Regions from separate parts of the Mus musculus genome. Here all the other regions are linked to region 1. A link is a contact called in public HiChIP or PLAC-seq data. All regions are on one chromosome and are shown on one strand. The core of a region is the stretch at or near the end of the contact, and the rest is flanking DNA. Distances in the headings are between cores, read along the strand shown.

Region 1 (2,700 bases), core at 13-2,512:
CCATCTTTACCTTTATTGCTATAGCATCATGGCAGCAAAAAAGAAAAGGCTACTTCACCCCCCACCATTCCAGCCTCATGCTAACAGTCCTGTCTTCCATCTAGCTTAGCCTCATGAAGTCATAAGGAGCCATCACCACCAGGAGACATGAGATCTCAAGGCCTTGCTCTTTTGGTACAAAGCTACTTAACCCATCTCAACAAGGTTTGGTGACCACGCATTGGTCACTTTTGTTTTAAACCATCACATTTGGAGATTGTAAATTGCTATGCGCAAAGACATAAATCACATTACCTGGAATTGTGTGGACTGAAATAGAAATACAGTGGACTTCACACTTGTGTCATATTTTCCTACTGAATAATCAGACTGGCAAGACTCCTCTCTGCCTCAGTTTACTCATCAAGGACATGGGATGGATGTGCAACCTGCCTATATCTCAGGGTTTGGGGGGAAGACCAAAGGCCATAGATGATAGTGTCCTCCCTAGTCTGTAAAAGCAACACTCCAAATGAGCCTATAAGTAGCCCCATCCCCTTTCATGGTTAAAATACCCTCACTGTCTAGTCTGCCTCCAAAACAGCCTTCTGTGCTCTCGAGGCAGGGGCGGGGGCGGGGGCGGGGGGGGCACAGAGGGAGGCATACCCTTGCCCAGCATTGCCAGAGTGCAACGTTCTGAAGCCCAAACCATTATCCCTAGTACTTGTTTGGGCAAGGACCCACCACTGCAAGACAACCTCGTCACCTCAGCATTTCTATAAAAAGATTGCTCAGGCTTTAGAGCCTGGCTGACAGACAAGGCTGGGAGTGTGTGTGTGTGTGTGTGTGTGTGTGTATGTGTGTGCGTGTGTGTGTGTACATGCACATGTGCAGAAATGCTCTCCTAATAGCTGACCTCAGCTTAGAATCCATATTTACCCTAAAGTCTCCGGTTCTGCTGGCAGAAAAGGAATGAGGAATGGATTCAAGTTAGAGAGAGAGAGAAAGAGAGAGAGAGAGAGAGAGAGAGAGAGAGAGAGAGCACTATGCTCTGAAGAATAGGGCTGGGCAGAGATGTCTGCGGAGCTGATCTGTAGCTTTGAGCGGCCAACACAATGGACCTCTGGGTGGGCTCAGAGAGCCCCCCTCCCTAGCCCCCGACCTCCTGCCCGTGACACAGATAAGGACCTAGAGGACTGCTCCAAGCTGCTTCGTGTGCCCCCGGCCAGCCGGCAGCGAGGCCAGCCTGGTGTGAGTGGCAGCAAAGATAAACGGCGGTCGCACGGGCATTGAATGCCCCAACACAAAAGGCCGCCTCTCCCCGAGTCCCTCTGAGGCCCAGATGGTCAGGGAAGCCCTTTCCCGCCTCACAAAGAGGATCGCTGCGTGTCTTTTTCTTTTAAAATGGAATAAAAAAAAAAAAAGCCATTGCTCACAAAGGACCTGGATGAAAAATAAACCCTTAAAAAAAAAAAAAAAACAGCCTCTCCTCGCTCAGCAGCCCGGCATTTCTTCCGACTGTCAGACTTAGCAGATTGCTTTCTGGAAAGGATCCAATTGGCAAGACCTGCCGCTGTGCAAATGAAATTTTAAAACCCCGCTCCTTGTTGCACTCAAAGAGCTTTTCTCTCTCTGCTTGTTCTACACGGCCTCGTAGAATTATTCTCTTGTCTCTCGTTGTATCGGAAACTAATATTCCCCCGCTTTCCCACCCCACATGAGGGGTCCTCACCCCAGCTGGGGATTTGGGTAATCAGGGACGGCTGGAGCACCACTCCAGACCCCACGTTCATTCCCCACCTGGGCTCCATCTCACAGAATCACCTACTAATTAGGAGAAAGCCTCGCTCCTGAAGAGAATAAACACTCCTGAGATGCCTGCCTCCCCTCCTGGTTCTCCTGCCCCCCCTGCTTCAATAATGAGATAAGTGTTTGGGGGATGCGGGAGACAGGATAACGGGGACGTTCTTCACACACAAGGTTTGACACCCGTCAAGCCTGTGACACCAGCTCTGTTTGGCTGCCATACCCCTGGTGAAAAGTCAGCAGGAAAAAAATAGCCACAGGACTTGTCTGCGTTTGACAAGCTGCCTTAGCGTGTGATGAACTTGTAGAGGCAAGGCAAACCAGATGCATCAGAATTGTCCTGGGTCCGGGAGCCTGAGTTCGAATTCTAAGGCTGCCCCAATAACAGTGTGCCAGGTATGTGTCAGTGTTCCCCTTTCCTTGGTGCTGGTGCCCTCCTCAAGCTCATTCCTGGGACTGTAAGCTAGGCAATCAAACAGGAAAACATTGTGCCATGGACCAGTTCCATGTTTTGTGCACCTTTTTAGTATGTCTACGAGGTTTCGAGTGTTAGAATCTTTGTCTCCACTGTAGCAATGTGGGGGTGATGGAACCTTTAAGAGGTGGAACCAAGTAAAACGTGCTAAAGTCATGGGCAGCACTGCTTTCCAAAGAGGTTAAGGTGCTGTGCATGGGATCCTAGCGCTCTCTCAAGGATGAGTGATGTAAGTCTAACAACCCCTGAATGGGGACCCATTTTTTCTGGGCATGGTGGTGCATGCCTTTAATCTTATCACTTTGGGGGGGGGGGCAGAAGCAGGTAGATCTTTTGAGTTTCAAACCAGTAAGTTTCAGGACACCTGGGGGTCTATGTAGAGAGACTCTGTCTCCAAAAGAAAATAAAAAACAATGTGGTCTTTTCCTCCCTTACCTATT
Region 2 (2,700 bases), core at 172-2,671, 590 kb after region 1:
TAGGCCCCCCCCCCCGCCCCCGTTATTCCACGTGATTCACGCTTTGGGGCAAGCCAAGGAAAAACCCGGGACTCCCCTCCGGAGTTGAGCGACGACGGCAGGTCGAGCTCGGCTCGGTCCGAGGCGCCCGCCGCACACACTAGCGCACGCTCAAGCCGGCGTTCCACTCGGAGGCACCGCCGGGCCCCAGGAGAGGCCAGACGAAGCGGCGGCGGCTGGGGGTTTTTACAGTTCTTTTCCGAGTCGAAAAAGAAAGCAGACGGGAACCCGCCGCCCTCCCCTTCCTGCTAGCGAGGTAACGCCGAGACGAGGTTCCCAGCTTCCAGCCCAGCACCCCCCCCCCCGCCTGACTCCCGACGCTCGGCGACGACCGCGCTCCCGCGCAGACACACAGAGGCTGCAAACTTCCACTCGTTCAACTCCCGATCCTCCCAACCCCTCGGGAGGCGGCAGGTCCTCCGTCGAGTCCCTCCCTCCCTGGTGCCCATGCGGGGGCCGCTTAGGTTGGCTGCATTTTTAATAACTTGCAGCTCTGATGTAAAACCGAAAGCGAGCAAGGTAGCTAAGCCTCCCAACGGGGGTCTACCGAAGTCGGAGGAGAAACCCTCGGAGGGAGGAGGTCGGCTGCAGTCCCCGGCGCGCCAGCCCGCCCGCGGCCCCCGGGGAAAGGTGTTCCGGGCACTGACCTGAAATCCCCAGTCGGGAAGTAGGCAGGGAGCCCTGCGATCCGGCGCTTTGAAGTTTTCCCCGGAGCGGAGTCCAGGCGGCGAGGAAGATCCGGGGGCGGCTGGCTGGGTGAATGTGTGCGGGGTCGGGAGAGGGCGGCTACGTGAAGGAGCCCGGCCGGGAAAGCGCAGCGAGCAGCAAAGTTTGGCTTCCTCTGGTGCCCGCAGTCCACTCCCAGCGCCGCGCTCGCTCGCCGCCGACTGCAGCCGCTCTGCTGCCCTCGGGGTCGGCCCGGCGGAGGGGTGGGCTCTGGGCCGCGTGGGGGTGGGGCGGGGCGGGGCGGGCTGCGAGCTTCAGGGCAGGTGGCGACGGCCCCGCGCGATCCTCTCCTCCCGCAGCTGGCCCGAGCTCTGTCACCCTCAGCAGCTCCCGCGCCGCCGCTGCCGCCCGCGCTCGGGCAAGAGCCCCAGCGCCATGTTGACGGTTCGCCGAGAGCGCCCGCTCGGGCTGGGTGTGTGTGTGAGTGTGTGTGAGCGAGTGTGTTGGCCAAGTCGTCCCTCCGCGGCGACAGCGCGGCTCGGGCTCTCCGCCCGGCGGCTCGCGTGCTCCCCCTCCGCCACCGCCGCCCGCCTCGCTCCCGCTCTCGGTCGTGCTCTGGGTTCCGGCGCGTCTCCCCCTCGGCCGAAGAGCTCGGTCGCCGTTCGGCCCGGAGCGCAGCTCTGCCTCACCTTGCCGCTGGGAGCTCAGGCTCCGTCTGCTGCCGCACGCCGCGATCCCAACGCGTCCCCCCTCCCAGGTTCCCTCCTCTTCCTCCTCCCCCTCCCTCCGCCCGCCCTCCCTCCCTCCCTCCCAACAGCCGCCTCCCCTCCCCCCTCAGGCGCAGCGCTCGAGCGACAGCCGCCCGCCCGCCCGCCGCCGCCGCCGCCTCCAGCTCTCGCAAGTTTGAGATCCCCAGTCTCCGCTCACCCTCCGCTGCGGCGCCTCCGCGGTGGGGTTTCGGGAGGGGGTGATTCCCCAGGAAAGGTTCGCCCGACTTTCCCCGGCCCTCACGGATTCCCAGCCGGGTGCATTGGGGCCTCGCCACATCTGAACCCCAAACCACCTGGGTGGCGGGTCGTGTCCTCGTACCCCCCCCCCAACTCTACCGCCCTCTGTCCTCTCCGTCCCAGCTCCGGCCGAGTTAGCATTCACGCCCAGCCAGGGCTCACGTCCTAGGGTATTGGAGACCGACTCCGCAGCGGCGACGGCTAGGTCGGCCAACAAATCCCCAGCCCCAAGAATGGGGGGCGGCGGGGCGGCGGGGCGGCGGGGGAGGCTTTCCCTGCCGCGCGCCGAGACTCCCCTTGCTACCCAGAAGGCCAGTGGAGGACCGCAATTACCATAAAGCGCCTCGCACTCCTCTCAGCCAAAGCTGTCAAACCCCAGCGGCAGGCGCCACTGCCTCCTCTCGCCACCAGCGCTGCGCTCTCCCGGCCTAGCGTCCCCTCCGAGAGCCAGCCCAGCAGAGCCTGAGTGCGCGTGGGCGTCCACCCCCACCGCACCTCGCCCCTTCTTCCCAGAGGAGCTACTTCCCCTTAAGGCGCTAAGAGCTACGTGAAAACACCACCACCCGCAACAGTGGCAGTTCCGCGCCCTTGCTCCCCGGACATTTCAATTGTGTGGGAATTGTGTTGAGGTGGGGGGCTGCTCTTGGGGACACAAGGGGGTGGGAGGACCATAAAGGGACCTGGGATGAGCCTGAGTTTCTCCCAGTTCTTAAGCATTTCACAGTCCGGACCTCCGATGGCTGGAAGGTCTGCCCTCGTCTCTCACCTCGGCCTCGTGAGAGTATCTCCCGCGTTTTATTTTACTTGGCCGGGAACAACTTTTGGCTTCACCGTTCAGCCCATAAATTTTCACTCGGTAACGTCGTGCAGATCAAGGCTCGGCGGCAGTGTACAGCCTGCGCCCGCAGCAGTTCAATCCAATTGACACGTATCGAGCTTCTCCTACGCACCAGGAGCAGCTCTGGGCGCCAGGGGGGGATGGGGGGCG
Region 3 (2,700 bases), core at 3-2,502, 780 kb before region 1:
ATACATACATACATACATACATACATACATACATACATAAGAAAGCATTGGAAGCATGGGTTATGATCTAGAACCAGTAAACCAGAGGGAGATGGAGATTTGCCAGTCTGGGTTCTAGAGTTACCAATGACTTTTCTGTCTGTTATCAGCTCTTGTTCCCTTCAAAATTGAAAAGAGACATGATTTTCGGTAGACAGTACCAGTCCTTCAAGAAAAAACAAACAAACAAACAAACCCACATGCATAAGTGTCTCTCCTTGTTTGGGGCGCTTTTTTGTCTTGCAGGGGAATGCCATACTAAAACTTCCCCCCGAAGACTTTAGTGGGAAGAAATTTAAAATTAGAAGCCTGAGTCATCTTATCTGGAGGAATGGAAGAGCTGACTGGAGGTTGAGGGATGTGGCAAAGGAAATGAGATGGGAAATGAGTATGGGCTCAGGGCTGGGAACCTGAAAGAGGAGTTTCAAGTGTAAAACTTGAAAGGTAGATCCAGGGCTATGGTACACAGCTTAGGCTTATTAAGTAACCCTTGCTTAAGAACTATCTTTTGAAAGGAGCACTTGACACACACTCCAGAAAGTTATTGGGTATACTCCCATTTTTTTTCTTTAAATGATAAGATATACCCAACACCAGTCCTAACTTCTGCCACCTTCTCCTAGTCTTTTTGATAGCCAAAAGGGCCACAAGGCCCAAGTTCACACTCCATTGCCATGCTCTTATCTCTTGGTGGGGGACACAAAACTATAGATCAGATGACCAGGGTGCTCTTCATACCTGGCAGCAGTAGTAGGAAAGACCCCGCCAGGAGGGAAGCAAATGCCTCAGTGTTCCCATCCCCCTGCAGCTGACCACGACCTGGGCCGTGGAGGGAGCACCCCATGTCCACGTGCATCCGGCATGTCCTGCTAACTCTTCTTACATAAGATTCCCAAGTATGGAGTCAGGGCAGCTGTGAATCCCTCTTACCCGACGTCTAATAATAAATCGAGGCTAAATTTCCGGACTGCAGTCACTCTAGGTTCAGGATTGAGGGGCTCTTTTGCAACCCGGACACACAAGCATTCCGGTCATCCCACCCGGAGAGTGCGCGCCAAGCCCGCCCAGCCCGCGCGCGCCAGTCCGCCCTCTGGTTTGGACGGCGGCTCCTTGGGCTCAGTGCCTCGCCCTCCCTCCCCCAAACAGCTTGTTCTGGGTTTGGTGCTGGGGTGCGGCCGCTCCATCCTCCCAGCCCTACCCTGCCTTGCCCTGCTGGGCCGCCCTGCCTTAGCCCGGGTATCAGGCGAGAGGCGGAGCCACCCGGCGTGCCCCGCCCCCGCGGTAGAAAGGGTTGGGCGAGTGTTACTCGCGGTCAGGGCTGGGACCTTTTATCTGTGCTGCTGGAGGAGGTAGGAGGAGGAGACATCAGGGGTGGTCCTGGGCGCCTGGGACACCTTTCCCGGACTATAAATTGAGCACCTGGAATGGGCAGGGGGCCGGAGCAACCACAGTCGCCCTTACTCACAGTCCGATCAGTGACCGCAGCAGCGCCCTTGGGCAGCCACCGTCCGCAACGCAAGCACTGAGAACCAGGGGATTTCGCAGTGCAAGAGGTGGGTGTCCCCGCCCTTTGGCAGCCCGGGCTAATATGGTTGCTTTCGCTTAGGTTTTAGAAGGGAGAAACCAGAGAGTCCGGGATGGGGGAGATTTTTTTCTCCTTTTTTTTCAAAGGTCTTCTGCTAGTATTGGAGGAGGTGATACCGGCTGGTCCCAAGGAACCACCCTTGTGCCTTCTCTGGCCAGCCTTGGTCAGGGTGGGAGCATCGCGCGGACCGGATGCCGGGCATCCTAACCGGGTGGGTAATTTGTTCTTTTCGTCTCTGTCTCCCAAGCAGAAAAAGGCTAGACCCAGCCACCCACCGTCAATCCTGAGCCAAAGATAAGAGCAGCCGGGCCTCACGAAGGGCTGAGCTGAGAAAGAAGCAAGTTAGAGAGGGCGGAGAAGGATCTGGGAATCCCGTCACACCGGCTTCAAGCAGGCTCCCGGCATCAGCCTCTGAGAGCGCTTGAAGGCGGCATCGCCAGCGGTCTATCTCCGTGTACCAGCGTCCCTGTGTTTCCGCGCCCGCTCGGCCACCATGATGCAAATCTGCGACACATATAACCAGAAGCACTCGCTCTTTAACGCCATGAATCGCTTCATTGGCGCGGTGAACAACATGGACCAGACGGTGATGGTGCCCAGTCTGCTGCGCGACGTACCCCTGTCCGAGCCGGAGATAGACGAGGTCAGCGTGGAGGTAGGCGGCAGTGGCGGCTGCCTGGAGGAGCGCACGACCCCGGCCCCAAGCCCGGGCAGCGCCAATGAAAGCTTTTTCGCGCCCTCCCGGGACATGTACAGCCACTACGTGCTGCTCAAGTCCATCCGCAATGATATCGAGTGGGGAGTCCTGCACCAGCCTTCGTCTCCGCCGGCCGGGAGCGAGGAGAGCACCTGGAAGCCCAAGGACATCCTGGTGGGCCTGAGTCACTTGGAGAGCGCGGATGCGGGCGAGGAAGATCTGGAGCAGCAGTTCCACTACCACCTGCGCGGGCTGCACACCGTGCTCTCCAAACTCACCCGAAAAGCCAACATCCTCACCAATAGATACAAGCAGGAGATCGGCTTCAGTAATTGGGGCCACTGAGGCGGGGGCTGTCCCCGCTGCCCAGCACCCTCTC
Region 4 (2,700 bases), core at 51-2,550, 510 kb after region 1:
ACCCAGCTTTGTCCGGCTAGGCTGGCTAGCCTGCTCTGGGAGGAGGTACGGGAGTGGGGTGGGAGGGATGAAAAAACACCAAAGGCTTCACCCACACCCTTGCACCCCCTTCCTCGCCCGGGGCCCCTCGGCCAGTGCTCTAGCCGCCCGGTGTTGCCAAACCCTCACTGGGCAGGGTTGCGGGGTGAGGCTTTGGGAACAGGGCTTGAGCTAGAGAAGATGAGGAAAACAAGTGAAACGGGAGGGGCGGGGTGGGGTGACGGCTCATAAATCAACTGGCTCCACCCCCAGCCCTCAGAGCTGAGGCGCCTCAGCCCCGCAGGGAAGAGGAGGGTCACTCGACCACTCCTGGACGACCTCTGAGCTTTCCCTGAGCCATCGCCCCACCCTAGGCTCAGGCCGCCGTAAGACCAGCTCCTGGCCCAGATCGTAAACCGCCCGCCGGATTCGGCGGGAAGCCGCCCTTGGACGCAGCGCTCATCCGCCCAAGGGGAAGTTTATTTATAGCTTGTAAAACGTAAAGGAAACCAGACTTCGCTAGCTTGCGGAGCCTGGGCGCCTTCGATCCCCACCTGCCCACCAAGAGGGCTCAGCAGGGGGTCTGGAAAGTGGGGTGGCTTCTAGTCCTCCCCCTACTCTGCACCCAAAGGAGAAGGGAACCTTCTTCTGTTGCTGCCCAGGCTTAAATTCCCTCTCAGCGTGCTTAAGCAGGGCGCTTGATGCCACAGAGAGAGGAGGCCAGGGCCTGGGCCCTGTGTGGTTAGTGTAAAGGAGACTGAGCTGGCCCACTTGGCACGCACGCCCGGGCAGGCCAGGCAGCGCTGTGCGGGATTCCACAGCTTCCGCTCCCGACAGGGGGAAGTCCCAGAGTGCCAGGAAGCCTTGGAGTGGGTGCTCCCGGAGCCTCTCCTTGGAAAGCAAGGATGCTGTCCCCGTTCCTGCTGCGCACGTGTCTTCAGCAGAGCAGGCGAGCGCTGTGCGCCTGGGGCTGCGATCCGCGGGTGACAGCGGTTGAGAGCGCGCCCTCTCCACTTCACACCCCCGCCGTCGCCTCCTCCCCAGGGGAAGCTCCTCGCTCCGGGGTGCGCTCGGGGCAGGAGCCAGAAAAAAACGAAAAGTGCCGAGAAGACGAGGACGAAAACCGATAAAGAGCTCAGCCGAGCTCTTCAAGATACCCGCGAGTCCCCATTACTCACAACCCACCCGGGCAGCCCTTCCCAGTCCCGATGGAGTGCACCCTGCCTTGGTCAGGGAGGTGTGTGTGTGTGTGTGTGTGTGTGTGTGTGTGTACGCGCGCGCGCCCAATCGCCGGGACGGCAGTTGCGAAACAGGCTCTTGGCTGCAGCGCGGCATAATGGAGGTGGCTGGAACAATGCGCGCTTTGTGCGCGCTGGTTGTTTTCTACCCGCCTCGCCCCCCTCGCTCGGGCCGTATGGCACTTTAATCCCTACCACGGCTAGGCACAAATGCACTTGTGTCCTGTGGGTCACCGGGGGCCGTGCGGCTGGAGCTGTCCCCACCCCTCCCCCGCCGAGCCCACGGCCCGCTTGCCCAGTCTTCCTTCCTGCACCCACCTCCCCCCACCCCACCCCCGCGCGCCACCACTTCAATTCCCGGCGTGGGCCGCTCAGCCGGCTTTGGAAGCTTCCGGGCCCGCCGGCCACTTTTATTTTCCAGGCAGACGGCCCTCCCCACCCCCCCGGCGAGCACGCGCGCGCGCGCACACACGTGGAGCGCAGGCCTCCCACTTGCGGCCCTCCCTCGGCTCGCCCCGCCCGCCCGCCCGCTCGCTCCCGCCCGGCGCTCCGGACTCCTGCGAACAATAGTAAATGTCAACAGATTCCGCGCGGCGAGTGTCTGACTCGGCCGAGATAAGGGTGCGCGGTTGGCCCTGAGCTCCGCGACACCGCGGGGGGAGGCCACCCTGACCCTAGCTGGAAAGAACCGGCTGTGATGAAGCCGGTGTCGAGGGATGGAGGGCAGGAGGGGAGAGCCCCAGCCTCAGCCCCGGGAGGAGAGGCGCTTAGACGCCAGGCCTTGCCCCACCCCCACCCCGCCTAACTCTGTGCTGCTGGGCAGCCTAGGGGCCCGGTGGAAAGCCACGTGCTAGATGTCAGCCCACGGCTCGGATCTCCAGAGGACGCAGGGAAAAGGCAGGTGTGGAGGTGAAGACTCGGACAGTTTTCCACCTCCGGGGAGCCGGCACCCGAAACATGGAAAGGATCTCAGTCCTTGTCTCCTGAAACTCACTAAAATGTTTTTTTTTTTTTAAGCTCACACAACACTTGCAGTCCTCCCCCTCAATCGTCCGCAACCCACCACCCGAGTTAAAAATTCGCAAATTGATTCCCACGCGTTAGTATTAATGGGTTGTTCCTCTTAAATTGTTGCCAACTTTGCTAATGGATTATTATTTAAATTTCTTTTTTATAAAGTACGTGTTGTTTTATAGATGCGTATTTACTTAAAGAAATCAACTGCATCTATTAACATATTAAAGAGAGAATAAAGCACGGGGCCGGTGTAATGTGCTGTTCAGCCTTACTTTGGGTGCTGCGAAGATAGGAAAATCTTATTTGTTTAATAATAAGTCACTCATGAATATGCAAATGACATCGTTGCAGTACCTCACTTCTGTCACTATTAATGAGTTGCAAATTAATGTGACAACAAAAGGAAAATCTATTTAGTGGAGGAACT
Region 5 (2,700 bases), core at 73-2,572, 640 kb after region 1:
CCTCCCTCCTCGCTCTGAAAAGCCCCGAGGAGAAGAGCAGAGAGGAAGCGAGCCGCTAGTGTGCTAAATGAAGACCATGTGTGAGGGTGGCGGCATCAGAGTGCCGCGGCCGGGGAAGGGGGTGGTGAAGGCCGGTGTGCGGCCCACGGCTGGCTCCTGGTCGAGGCAGCCAGCGCCTGGGCTTTGGGGGACGCAAAGCCGCAGCAAAGTACTGCTAGGATAGCCTGGTGGCTGGCCACCGATGAGTGTGTGTGTGTGTGTGTGTGTGTGTGTGTGTGTGTGTGTGTGTGTGTGTGTGTGTGTGTGTGTGTGCGCGCGCGCGCGCGCGCGCTTGGTGGACAGGATCTGCCGCGCCTCGGGGGGCGGGGGCGGGGGCGGAGCCCTGACTTCCTGGGCCGCAGCTGCGACCCAGGGCGCAAGAGCAAATCGTGCTCCGCGGCGGCGGTGGCTCGGGCCCGCCACGCTTGCAGCTGAAAATCAACAAAGGGAGGCGGCAGGCGAGCGGGGGAGGGGCGCGGCTGAGCGCTCGCTGGCTGCTGTGGAATAATAAAAAATAATTAATAATGATAATAAGAGAAAAAAATCTGCCGGCTTTCTGGGCACTGGGTTTCCGTGCGGCTGCAGCGGGAGGCGCGCTGTCCTTGACGCGGCCTCTCTCGCCTGGTCTGCCTGCCCCTCCCCCTCCCTTGCCCCCTCCCCTTCCTGGGAACCGGGAAGAGAAAGGTCTGCAGCTGACAAATATTATCCATTCTCCCCATCGATCGCGGAGTGTACAGATGTGAGCGCTTGATGTGCCCGCGGAGCGGCGGATCCTCCCTGCTCTCTCGCCGCCCCCCTCCTCCCCCTTTGTTCTCCTCCCCTTTCCCTCTCTTTAAATAGATTTCAGGGCGCTGCCTGTTGGAGAGCAGCTGGCGATCTCTCCAGAGAGAGAGAGAGAGAGAGAGAGAGAGAGAGAGAGAGAGAGAGAGAGAGAGAGAGAGAGAGAGAGAGAGAGAGAGAGAGAGAGAGAGAGAGAGAGAGAGAGAGAGAGAGAGAGAGAGAGAGAGAGAAGCCCGAGGTGCCCTGTCACCAGCCTCCCCCTCCCCCACCTGCCCTTCCTGCTGTGAGCCCACCTCCCCTTTTTCCAGTTTCCAAAACAGAAAACACCAGGAACACCCACGTCCACTGCATCGCGAACCTTAAAGCCTTTGGACGCTTTGCGCTGTCCCCGCGCTGTTCCTTGTTTCTGTGAGGAAAAAGAGGAAAGCGCAGGGAGGTTACATAGCGCCATGGCAGAAGATCCAAGGGTCGAGATCTTTCCTCGGCAGCAGCAGGGACAGTGACCGGGTCACGCTAAGAGAGTACAGTTTACCCATTAGGGGTAGTAGGACAAGGCAGCCTCTTTATTCCTCTTCTGCAAATGGCAGATTAAGCCGGCAGCGCTCGGCTTCAAAGGACCCCGGCGGCGTTCTGCAAAGGGTTAACCCTTCGGCCCATAATCGCAGACACGCACTCACACTCACAGGCGCTCACGGTGCGCCCTCCCCGCTCTCCAGAGAGCTGGCCACGGCCCGCAGTGCACCCGGAGCTGGGGGAGTAGCTGGGGAGGGGGGAGGGGAGGGCTTAACCAGGCCGCTCAACTGAGCCGGGGCCACCTCGCCGTCTGTCACTTAAATGATTGTCCTCCGCTCCGCTCAGTGCGGTCAGTACGGGCTGTTAACAGGCAGTTGCAATCAGTTTCCGAAAGGTCAGCCAAGGTCCTCCGGCTCTCGCAGACGGAAGGCATTACGGAACCGCTTTTGTATTTGCAGGCACTTTAGAAAACGAAGCAAGGAGGGGGCTTCACCCCAGCGCCTCCGCGGCTGGGAGCCCTGAGAGGGTCGTGAGCGGCAGGGAGAGGGAGACTGCACCCCGCGGACTGGGCTGGGCACCGAGGAAATCACCGGCCAAGTGACCTAGGCCCTTCGTGTTCCGATGGGGAAGCGGAAGGTGGGCAGGCTGTAAGGGAAAGAGAAATGAGAGGAAGTAGGAGAGACCTCTTAGTTCCCCTCCTCTCTGGGCCTGCGGCCCACACCCGGTCCCGGACCGAGGTGGGTGGCCTCGAGGACGGGGAGACCCCCACTCTCTCTCCTAGACTCTCCCGACATGCGTAAGTGGTGAGGAGGGTGGTAGGGGGAAAGACCTTGTAAAGCGAGCGAATCACCGCACGGTGTCTGAAGACGCTGCTGCTGCCGCCGCTAGAAGTCGTCCATCAGCAACCAGTCCAACCTGCCAGTGATAATGTGCGATCAACACCAAATCACCCCCGCCAGGCGCGATCCATCATCGCGGCGCGCTGCAGGCCCGTGTGAGCCTGACTCGCCACTAGAGGTGGGGAAGGGGCCGCAGAGCAGGAGGTGGTCACCAAGCAGACCCGAACTCTGCACACCTGGCTGCCCCTCCTGAAGACATGCATCTTAAGTGTTCATAACTCCCCAAGTTCCCCAGTTGAAGGGTGCAAACACCGTGACTCCTGAGTTCTGGGCACGGTCACTTAGGAGCTCGCGTGTCCTCCACGCCCAGTTACCCTGGTCACACCCAGCAAAGCCATCCTTTTCTTGGCTTTGCCCTGTGTGTCCCTTCCCCCCTCCTTCGAGAAAGCGTGGCTGGCGGGAAATTAATATTTAATATCGTGAAATTGATTAAAGGGCTGGAAGCCGGCGATGGGGTGGGGGAAGGGTA

Evidence for each region. HiChIP or PLAC-seq counts read pairs in DNA pulled down with a chosen protein or histone mark.
Region 2: an H3K4me3 HiChIP or PLAC-seq map of embryonic forebrain shows a contact between it and region 1, with 5 times the contacts expected there. The contact joins the promoter of Bcor here to the enhancer-like site in region 1. A contact is called at or near these places in 3 of 484 Hi-C or Micro-C datasets (myocytes, neural progenitor cells and uterus) and 11 of 115 datasets of contacts at active chromatin or transcription factors (craniofacial prominence, differentiating embryonic stem cells, embryonic forebrain and 8 more).
Region 3: an H3K4me3 HiChIP or PLAC-seq map of forebrain shows a contact between it and region 1, with 6 times the contacts expected there. The contact joins the promoter of Mid1ip1 here to the enhancer-like site in region 1. A contact is called at or near these places in 4 of 39 promoter capture datasets (the 3T3-L1 cell line, hippocampal neurons and neural stem cells), 1 of 484 Hi-C or Micro-C datasets (cardiomyocytes) and 4 of 115 datasets of contacts at active chromatin or transcription factors (astrocytes, cardiomyocytes, embryonic forebrain and 1 more).
Region 4: an H3K4me3 HiChIP or PLAC-seq map of forebrain shows a contact between it and region 1, with 6 times the contacts expected there. The contact joins two enhancer-like sites. A contact is called at or near these places in 2 of 484 Hi-C or Micro-C datasets (neural progenitor cells and uterus) and 5 of 115 datasets of contacts at active chromatin or transcription factors (differentiating embryonic stem cells, embryonic forebrain, embryonic midbrain and 2 more).
Region 5: an H3K4me3 HiChIP or PLAC-seq map of embryonic forebrain shows a contact between it and region 1, with 6 times the contacts expected there. The contact joins two enhancer-like sites. A contact is called at or near these places in 2 of 115 datasets of contacts at active chromatin or transcription factors (embryonic forebrain and embryonic midbrain) and 1 of 9 other capture datasets (embryonic stem cells).

Annotation. Positions count from the first base shown.
Region 1 is chrX:11,492,894-11,495,593 of GRCm38.p6, forward strand. All of the region lies in intron 5 of Gm39496 (a long non-coding RNA gene), which reads right to left. Among named protein-coding and RNA genes, the nearest start is that of Gm39496, 31 kb to the right of the region's middle. Within about 2 kb of position 1,263, at least 48 of the 459 cell types and tissues checked have an H3K27ac peak or open chromatin away from gene starts, as enhancers often do. A contact at or near this core is called in embryonic forebrain, forebrain, neural progenitor cells and 1 more, where this site is marked.
Region 2 is chrX:12,079,132-12,081,831 of GRCm38.p6, forward strand. Bcor (BCL6 interacting corepressor) reads right to left here and starts at 1,422. Exons shown (of 15, transcript NM_029510.3): 1 at 687-1,422.
Region 3 is chrX:10,716,113-10,718,812 of GRCm38.p6, forward strand. It overlaps Mid1ip1 (Mid1 interacting protein 1 (gastrulation specific G12-like (zebrafish))), which reads left to right and starts at 1,253. Exons shown (of 2, transcript NM_026524.4): 1 at 1,253-1,592; 2 at 1,875-2,700. The coding sequence starts at 2,118. The coding sequence ends at 2,666.
Region 4 is chrX:12,005,486-12,008,185 of GRCm38.p6, forward strand. No RefSeq gene overlaps it. Among named protein-coding and RNA genes, the nearest start is that of Gm34301, 4.7 kb to the left of the region's middle. Within about 2 kb of position 1,301, at least 320 of the 459 cell types and tissues checked have an H3K27ac peak or open chromatin away from gene starts, as enhancers often do. A contact at or near this core is called in embryonic forebrain, forebrain and neural progenitor cells, where this site is marked.
Region 5 is chrX:12,135,224-12,137,923 of GRCm38.p6, forward strand. It overlaps a transcript of Bcor not described here. Among named protein-coding and RNA genes, the nearest start is that of Gm46687, 44 kb to the left of the region's middle. Within about 2 kb of position 1,323, at least 233 of the 459 cell types and tissues checked have an H3K27ac peak or open chromatin away from gene starts, as enhancers often do. A contact at or near this core is called in embryonic forebrain, where this site is marked.